2 separate regions of the Rattus norvegicus genome follow, and region 2 is linked to region 1. A link is a contact called in public Hi-C data. All regions are on one chromosome and are shown on one strand. Each heading gives the region's core, a stretch centred on a gene start, on an enhancer-like site or on the middle of the called end of the contact. The rest is flanking DNA. Distances are from core to core; before and after follow the strand shown. Region 1 overlaps Atp1b1 (ATPase Na+/K+ transporting subunit beta 1). Region 2 has its middle 47 kb from the start of Tbx19.

Region 1 (4,408 bases), core at 1,467-3,966:
CCAAAAATATTTCATGTTAATCACTGGGCTCCCTGCATACCTAGAAGACTTTAGAAATAAACTACTTGGGCTATCTCCTTCGGTCACCGGTTGACAGGATCCATGGGAGGGTGGGAAGAGTAGAAGTCAAACCCAAATGTGTCAGCTAGGTGATCACAAACCAACTGACAGGAAATGGTAGAAAACACCCAATGCTCTGAGGAGACAGTTTCTCCAAATCACATGGAGAAACTGGTTCTACTCCTACCTCTGAAATCAGAGAGGGCCAATCATCGTGTAGTTTGAAAAAACAGGTTTTCTGAGACTGAAGCGTGCGGAGGGGTGGGCTACGATGGCTGTGCCCTCATGAACTGGCTGTGTTCCATTCACAAAGAGAAACTCAAATGGCTGGTCCTACTCATAGTCGTCTACCCCACCTTCCTGCCTCAATTCTGGTTATCCAGGTGCCAAGAATTTGACCCTTTTAAACTGAGTTCCCTCATCATTGAGCTATCTTTATGAATAAAACAAAGAACCTCCTACAACTTAAAGAGGAAGAACAGAGAACACATTCCTACCTTTGCTCCAGGAAGCAAGCCAGGTAGGGACTCTGTGGACTCGAAATGACACACCGTGACCTTCAATTCACTGCACAGTTGGTAGTATAACCTGAAGTGTGTGGGGGTTGGGGGAGAATGGGTGACAGCCCCAGGAAAGACTTTTCCATTACACCACTGGGCAGGCCACCAGGTGAGCAAGACCTGGTGAGCAGGAGCATGAATCCACGTGGAATGCATGCATGCACGTTCGTGTGCACTGGGCTCGACTGCAGCTCGGCAAAGGGCAGCGTCTCTCCCAGATCCACCTGAGGGGAGACACTGCCGCACCCCTGCAAGAGACTGTCCTCTGGACAAAAGCTCAGATGCTGCATTGCAGGTGGAGGTGTGGGCAGGGAGAGCTGGCTTCCGTGGCATTTAGGTTCCCCAGAGCCTCTTTCTGAATGTTTTCTAATCCACCGACATTCGAATCCTTTTCAGGGAAAGCTAAGGACAACGGACCCACACCATGAAATTTAAGTCTGCAGCATCCCCATCTTCCAAAACTCGCTGTCTGCAAATGCAGAGCCTTCTGCTTCTAGTGGAAGGAGAGACAGAAGGGAGGGAGGCTGCTGCCGACAGCTGCTTCTACTGTACCTCTGCTAAGTGCTAACATTCTGCTCCTAGCTCCTGTCTGATCATCGCAGGCTATTCCTCCATAATGAAACTGAGGTCTGGTGTGGTCAGTGGTGATGGAGTGGTGGGGGCTGGGTTCAACTCCAAAGTGCCTCCTCTTCCTTCTTAGGCTGACATAACTCCAGGAAGCTCTGCCGAATAGCTCTGAGCTTTAAACACGGCTTTAATACTTACTACATTAAGGCGGCAGAAGGTTAGAAATGGCGAATTTTTTTTTTGAGCTATGAAAATGGCTATTTAATAATATGCGTCAACATCTCATCCAGGACTCTGCTCTCTGGGTGGAGTGAGCAGCTTAGATCTAACAACCGCAGCAGTAAGACCTGAGAAGGAACAGAATCTACTGCTCAGAGTCCAGAAATCACATGACTGCTTTGTCCTTCAACTTCCCTTCCATTTTGTATCTTCCCCCTCTGTCTGTGACTTTCCCATTGGGCCTATTATATTATTCATTATACAACCTACACAATTATTGCCGGGCAGGATTGCCACAGCTGTATCTGCCCCCTCTTCTCTACCCTCTCTGTTTGGAAGATATCTGGTTACAAGGGATTTCGATGTGTAAAAGGCATGCCAAACATGACCGACCATGTTTGTATTCCAGCCCCAAGGTCAGAGGACTAGTATCTTTAAGTGCTATAGTCTCGCACACTTCCCTTGCACACCTTGACTTGGATCTCCCTCCTTACTTCAAGACAAAAATGTAGACTTGGAGACATTAAGTGGAAGCCAAAAGATCAGAATACTCCTCTGCATTTATTCAGTCTGCAGAGTTAATGAACCCTTAATACCTTCTAAATGTGCGTTTTCAACATCTGTTCTGAAAGATACCAAGAGGAGGGTCCAGTTAGGGTCCCTCAGGGGGTGCAGAGTGCTCAGGACTGTCCAGGAGCTGTACTTTTCACCAGCCAGGGCTCTACCGACCTGACTCAAAGTTACCATCCTGTTTGAAAAAGTGTCAGGAGAGGAAGAGAAAACCCCACATGGTTAGGACAGGGTGACCTGTAAACTCTGCTGCTAAAGTAAAAGCTACAGACAGAGACAGGAATCACTAAGTTGGAAAAAAAACCACGAGATGACTGGGAAGGTGAAGCACTGAAAACTTCGCCTGTGACTCAGACCAAAGGACAGGAATGCATGCTTCCAAGATGAGCCACTCACATTCTTTGGAGAAGTGAGGGTTTGTCAGGTCAGACCAACTGTGGCGAGCACACTAAATATAGGTGCTCATAGAAAAGGCTGGGAAAGAAAAGAGGGAGATGGGGTGGGGGAGGGGACTGAGCACCTCAGACAAGCAGGGCAAGGTCAACTGCAAATCCTCACTTAGCATCCCGCCCTTGGATTGTTTATTTTAGAAGGTAAAGATTTTGGTTTTTTTGTTTTGTTTTGTTTCAGAAAAGTATCTGGAAAAAATTTTTTTAATTTTATTTCATTAGTTCTGCAAGCTTGGTGGCACACGTCATTAATCCCAGCACTTGGGAGGCAGAATCCTGATGATGGGTCTGCATTTGTTTAAGGCCAGCCCAGTCTACAGAGTGAGTTCCAGGACAGCCAGCCCTACACAGGGAAACCCTGTCTCAAAAAATCAAAAACTAAAAATAAATAAATGACTTACTTCTCCAAAGTGTATATAGTCTTTTTTTAAAAAATAAAGGTTGACTGTGTGGTCATCTTTGCTCCAAGTTTAAGTTATTATAAAAAAAATCATGACTGAAGAACAAGTTAGTGGCAAAACCAAAGAAATAAGAGCTCTGTACAAAATGACTGTCGCTACTTGTGCTGAGGAAGGACCCTGGCAGAAGAGGACATGGAAGACAGATCTTAAACCACAGGAGCCCATGCATAACACCCAAGAGCCTAAAGTTCTCAGCACATCAGAACCTTGCTCCGACCTTCCCTAAGACCCACCTTTCGGTACACAGAAGAGCTGCAGGAGTCTGTGGATCACGAAACAGGTCAGGTCGTTGCATATACTCACACGTTCTCTTTTTTCACTTCCCACCTACGTGTATCTGAAAACACCCTGGGTCTTCCCTTGTGCCCAGAGGACTGTTGACTTAGTTCCGTGAGATCCTGTTTGCCACCTGTGCATTCTGCACTTTCTTCCTCCTCGTACCCAAGGAAAAGTGCAAGACACGTCTTCGACAGGCCCTGCTCCGGGTTTGCACATGCCCAAGACTGTCACCTACGGATGGCTGTTTCCAAACTGAACCCTTGCCCGCACAAGACACCACACTGCCACCCCCAGCTGCAACCTCAAGGTCATTTATAAAGTGAGAACTGAAAGTTATACAATACACAACTCATTCCTGCTCTCCCAGCTCTGTCCTCCAGGCGGAAGAACCAAATGGAGGACTGCCTTTCCTATGAAGATCTTTTTTTACCTCTCTTTTTTAGAGAGAACCGAGACAGCCAAACGGGAAAGAGGGCTCACAAAACCCTAAGGGTATTTGAGGTATGTGAAGAGGGTGTTTGTGTTCAAGGTCAAATCAACAGGAGAGAGAATGACCCCCTGAAATCATGGTTCCTCTGTGAGCATGACGTTTTTAAGGATTTATCACAAGTGAAAAAAAAATGTATTAGAGCCAAAAAGGCCCTAGAATGAACCCGCTGACCAAGCGCTTGAGTGTTAAGGCTAAGGAGAGTGAAGCCCCCAACAGGGCCTGATGTCAGTCACACAGTGGGGCTGCGTGTACCACCTTCACCCCAGAGCTGTGTAAGTCAGACATCTGCAGTCAGACATCTGGCGCTCAGCCGCAATGCGGGCAGAAGCCATAACTGCAGCACCGCTCCCGATTCCTCCCCATGCTTAGCTTGAAGCTCTACTGCCCAGTTTTCTGAAGGTGTCTTCTCCGCTGGATGTGGAACCCTTTCATCTCTGGAGAAGCCCCTCCCTGGGTTTTACCTGGCGGGGCCACACGGTCCTGGTACGTGGGTTTCAGCTCACTGATGGTAAGCAGCATCACTTGGATGGTCCCGATGAAGATGCCGGCCAGGCAGCCATAGAATATCACGTAGAACAGAAGGATCTTAACTGTGGGGAGAACAGACAAGAGACGGCTGTGATGTAGTCACGGGCTCTTCCTGGTTCCTCTTCAGCCTGTTTCTCTACTGATCAAAAGAGGGAGCCACACTTTTTTGGAAGGCACAGGTGGAGAAATGCTCTACTGTAGCTGAAAGGCTAACAGGAAGTCACT
Region 2 (4,551 bases), core at 748-3,247, 620 kb after region 1:
GTGATTTTAAGTATTTTACGTAAGCATCCTTACAAACCTTTTGCAGTACTTAACTCATTTAACACCCACAGCCACTCAGAGCAGTAGCTATCAGCTATCCGTTTCTAGTTTGGGTAATTATTAGAGCTTAGAGAAAGGCTAGCCTTTAATCCTGGCACTCAAGAGGCAGAGGCAAGTGGATCTCCACGAGTTTGATGCCAGCCTGGTCTGCATAATGAGTCCCAGGCCAGCTGAGCTACGAAGTGAGACCTTGTCTTGAAAACCCGAAAACAAAAGAGTTCGAAGCGGTTAGTAAACGAGCATGCCTACAGTCTGACGTTGGAAGGGACCCAGACTTAGCCCAGGCAGTCAGACTCATCCCAACATGGCACACCTAATCACCCTGGCGCAAACACTGCCTGGAAACAAGGAACACAGCTATGCACTTGGTAACTGGAGCAGTGAAGAAACGCAGCAGAGAGTGGAAAGGGGACAGTCAAGCGGCAGGCTGTAATTTTGTAGGAAGCGCAGAGGAGCCTGGGAGAATGGAGCTCCTCTGAGCTGGCGGGAAGACAGAGAAGAGTGAGTTCAGAGACTCCAGCCCAAGATGCCACTGAGAGCTCACTGCTCCCGTTAAATCTCTGCTGAGATTTGCGTGTTCTCCTGCATCCCTTACTCTCTCTACGCTGTGTAAGGCGAGCCACGGTGTATTATCACCGTCTGCTTTCTGTCTGCTGCGGGTCCTGGAGACCTGCTCTGAGCATACACCTCATTCTCCATGGGAGTGCAGGGCGCCTGGGGGTCGGCCAGGCCCACACAGGCAAGTGTCTTTGCCCTGAATCTGGACACTGGAACCCCCTGAGTCCTCGCAGCTTTTCCTGTGAACAGTTCTAATCTATATTTAGACAGTTGCTTTTCCCCCCCAGAACCATGACATTTCACTTCATCTTCTTTGTTTCAAACCTACTCTTCCCGCTTCTGGATGATTTTAAAATTTCCATCCAGCTATCGGTTACTGAATTCCCCCTGAGCTTTGTCTCAGATTATATGATTATAAGAACGTGCCACAGCCCCCACACTCCCGGCCATGTCATAGACAAGAAACTGAGCGTGGGAAAGCCAGGCTTAAGGACGGAGTGAGTACTCCGCCTCAGCTAGACCGTCCCTTAAGCTAAAAAGAAAACCTGGTTACATCTGACCCCAGTGGCATCCAGCTGCTACTACATGTTCCACGTTCTTCTCCAAGAACACGGCAGGGACACACATTCCCAAATCCCAAGCTGAGATGGTTCCAATATCCTCTACTCATGGCTTCCTTGAGCTCACAAATCTATTACCTTGTTTTAAAGGGTCGAAAATGGTGTCGGTTTCTTATATTCCTGTGGGCAGTGATCGTGCAATTTAAAAATACTCCTAATCTCTCCCAGAAGAGGGCGCTTGAACGTTATCTTTGCCAATGGCCCACTTATCTCCTGCTTGCTTTGTGGTACCTTCCCTCTAAAACTGTATCTACACGTTTCCCAGCAGAGCACACCACCAGGGTTGAGAGAAGCCAGATGCCCGGGCCTCCACTATGCAGACGCCACGGGTTCTGGAGCAAAAGGGATGTGTATTAGATCCTTTTTGGATTGATTGGAGAATAAATAAATAACTAAATAAATAAATAATAGGAGACTGAAATCAGAAGAGAGTCGGGGTGGGGGGTTGGGGTGGAGTGTTAGTTCTTTAATCTTGAGTCAGCTTCTCTATGCAGGGCGAATATTGAATCCAAACAAGGTTCCCAAAGCCCCTGTCCGTTACACCTATAATTTCCTCTCCTCCCTGGTGCCCATCTCTCTAGCACGTTTCCTTAGGTCTAGAGTCTAGTGTCCTTTCCTTTCCTTTCAAAGCACTACAGCAGGAGCACACACTCTATGTTCTGTGTGGGTCACAGTGCAGCTTCAGATCACTGTCCCCACAGCTGCCACCAACTCACCAGCCCCCTCCCCTGATCTGTCTTCGAGAAACTTGGCAAGGCCAGTGACTCAGCCAGTAGGCATTCCTGGGCCATGAGGGAGCATGCATTTAGCTCTTGTCATAGGTTCAATTGGGACTGTATTCTGAAAAGTTCCTGCAAAGCAACTGCCAAGCCAATAACAAATTTTATAACTCCTTTGTAGTCTGATTTTTAATAATATTTTATTTATTCATTATAAATTCCATTTAAGCATACAGTGCACTTTGGTCATACCCACCTCACACTACCTCCCTCCAATTCTTCCAGGAACCCCGAACCCTTCTGTCTGTCTTCATATTGTTGTGTTATCCTCGTTAGCGGCAGCAGTGGCAGCAGCAAGACCGGAGAGACTGCTCAGCAGTTAAGAACACGGGCTGCTCTTGCAGAAGCATCAAGTTCAGTTCCCAGCACCTGCGAGATGGCTCACCGTCTGCTGTAACTACAGTTCCAGGGATCCAATACTCACTTCTGACCTCCACAGGCATCAAGCACTCGTGTGGTACATAAACATGCATGCAGGCAAGCACACACACACACACACACACACACACACATATACACACACAGACACACACAGACACACACATAGATACACACACACATATACACACACACACAGACACACACACATATACACACACAGGCACACACAGACACACACATAGATACACACACATACACACACACATACACACACAGACACACACATGCACACACAGACACACACACATATACACACATACATACACACACAGACACACACATAGATACACACACATACACACAGAGGCACACACAGACACACACACACAGACATACACAGACATACACACACACACACACACACACACACACACACACACACACTAAATTTAACAATAATAACCCCTAAGTCTATGTTCTGAGCACATAGTCATGGATGTAGAGCCATCTACTATGGCATGCGTAGCCTACAAGATACCAAATCACTTCCCAAAAGGAAAGTGAGACCTCCCCACATCCCCCACCGACCCCTCTGTAACCCAGGCTGGCCTCACACTCGCTCCTGTCCTAGTCTCCTGGATGCTGAGGTCGTAGCCATGAGCTGCCAGACTCAGGTTATAAACTCACAAGCTTTACTCTTGTCAGCTCACCCAGTGGAACTTACCCTGAAGAAATAAAGAGAAGGGGCATACATACATATGTACATACATACATACATGTGTGTAAACATATATGTATATGTATGTACATGTATGTGGTAAGATATTCTTTGTAGCTTAAGTGTTAGCTTCACAGAGCCCCAAATTTTGCTGAAAACTTACATAAGTCCATTAAACAAAATTTTACTATGAGGCCCAGGCTGGCTTTGAACTCAAGTTCTTCCTGCCACAACCTCCCAAAGCTAAGGGTCAATGTGACCAGCTTCAGACTTTGTAGATATTTTTTTAAAATTGGATACTTTTTATTTACATTTCAAATGTTATTCCCTTTTCTGGTTTCCTGTCCATAAACCCCGATCCCATCCCTCCTCCCCCTTCTTCTATGAGGGTGTTCCCTCACCCATCCACCCACCCTTTCCCGCCTCCCCACTCTGACTACACTACACTAGGGAGTCAAGCCTTGGCAGGACCAAGGGCGTCCCCTCCCATTGGTGCCCAGCAAGGCCATCCTCTGCTACACATGCAGCTGGAGCCGTGGGACTTTGTAGATCTTAATTGTCTCTATTTGAGACCAGCAGTCTGAACCAATATTTCTTTAAAGCTTCATCACCTCACATGGAAAGTTATCTTTTCAGCCAGAAAAAAAGCAAAAGGGGGGTCAGAGATGGTCCAATTGGTAGCAGTTCCCACCTTCTCTTACTTTAATATTATTGGAACATTTGGCCACATACGACTGGCTGAGACTAAGTTACTTGTTATAAAACTGAGTCACACATCAAGTTGGATTTGACTTTACTATATACAGAGAAAACTTTAAGCTAAACTTGAAAGATACACAGCGGTTGCCTTAGGTCAAAGAATTCACCTTAAAGTAAATGGACAAGATGAGCTCTTATGCAGAAGAATTATAATAGAATGCTATGAAAGATGGGGAATACCATACAATTAAAGTTTAGAAGCTGTATCCTAAAATAGCATACAAATTGGATACAATTAAAGCTCTATAAATAGAAGATAATGTGATAAGATGGAACTCGTTCTCAAAGTAAGAGAACTGAAAGCAAATTTTTAAGTGTATTAAATTCCCTTTAATTCTGTGGCATTTTCTTTTCTACTTCAGAAGGAACACGTTTACAGAAAGACAAGTCATGCTATTTGTGAAGGTAAAAGTGTAAAGTCCTTCGAGATATGTTTTTCCCGTGAATTGTTTCTTTGTTGATACACAGTCTTACTGGGCTGGCTGGCACTCCCTGGGCATATGAAAATGGCCTCCAGCTTGTGATGATCCTCCTGCCTCTGGCTCCTGAGTGCTGCCTGTCACTGGGTATCTGAGGACACAGTCCTCCCCTGTCCTGGTCCTGGCTAGCTGTGGAGAGAGCAATGACTTTCCTAAAGGATCTCGGCCAGTGACGTGTAACGTCCTCACAACTATCC

Evidence for each region. A called contact is a pair of places that touch in the nucleus more often than the background predicts.
Region 2: a contact with region 1 is called in a Hi-C map of the A7r5 cell line, with 4 times the contacts expected there. The contact joins two enhancer-like sites. A contact is called at or near these places in 4 of 12 Hi-C or Micro-C datasets (the A7r5 cell line, frontal cortex, kidney and 1 more).

The regions. Positions count from the first base shown.
Region 1 is chr13:79,331,670-79,336,077 of GRCr8, forward strand. Atp1b1 (ATPase Na+/K+ transporting subunit beta 1) reads right to left here. Exons shown (of 6, transcript NM_013113.2): 2 at 4,117-4,245. Among named protein-coding and RNA genes, the nearest start is that of Atp1b1, 6.4 kb to the right of the region's middle. Within about 2 kb of position 2,717, at least 16 of the 93 cell types and tissues checked have an H3K27ac peak or open chromatin away from gene starts, as enhancers often do. A contact at or near this core is called in the A7r5 cell line, where this site is marked.
Region 2 is chr13:79,957,209-79,961,759 of GRCr8, forward strand. No RefSeq gene overlaps it. Among named protein-coding and RNA genes, the nearest start is that of Tbx19, 47 kb to the right of the region's middle. Within about 2 kb of position 1,998, at least 11 of the 93 cell types and tissues checked have an H3K27ac peak or open chromatin away from gene starts, as enhancers often do. A contact at or near this core is called in the A7r5 cell line, where this site is marked.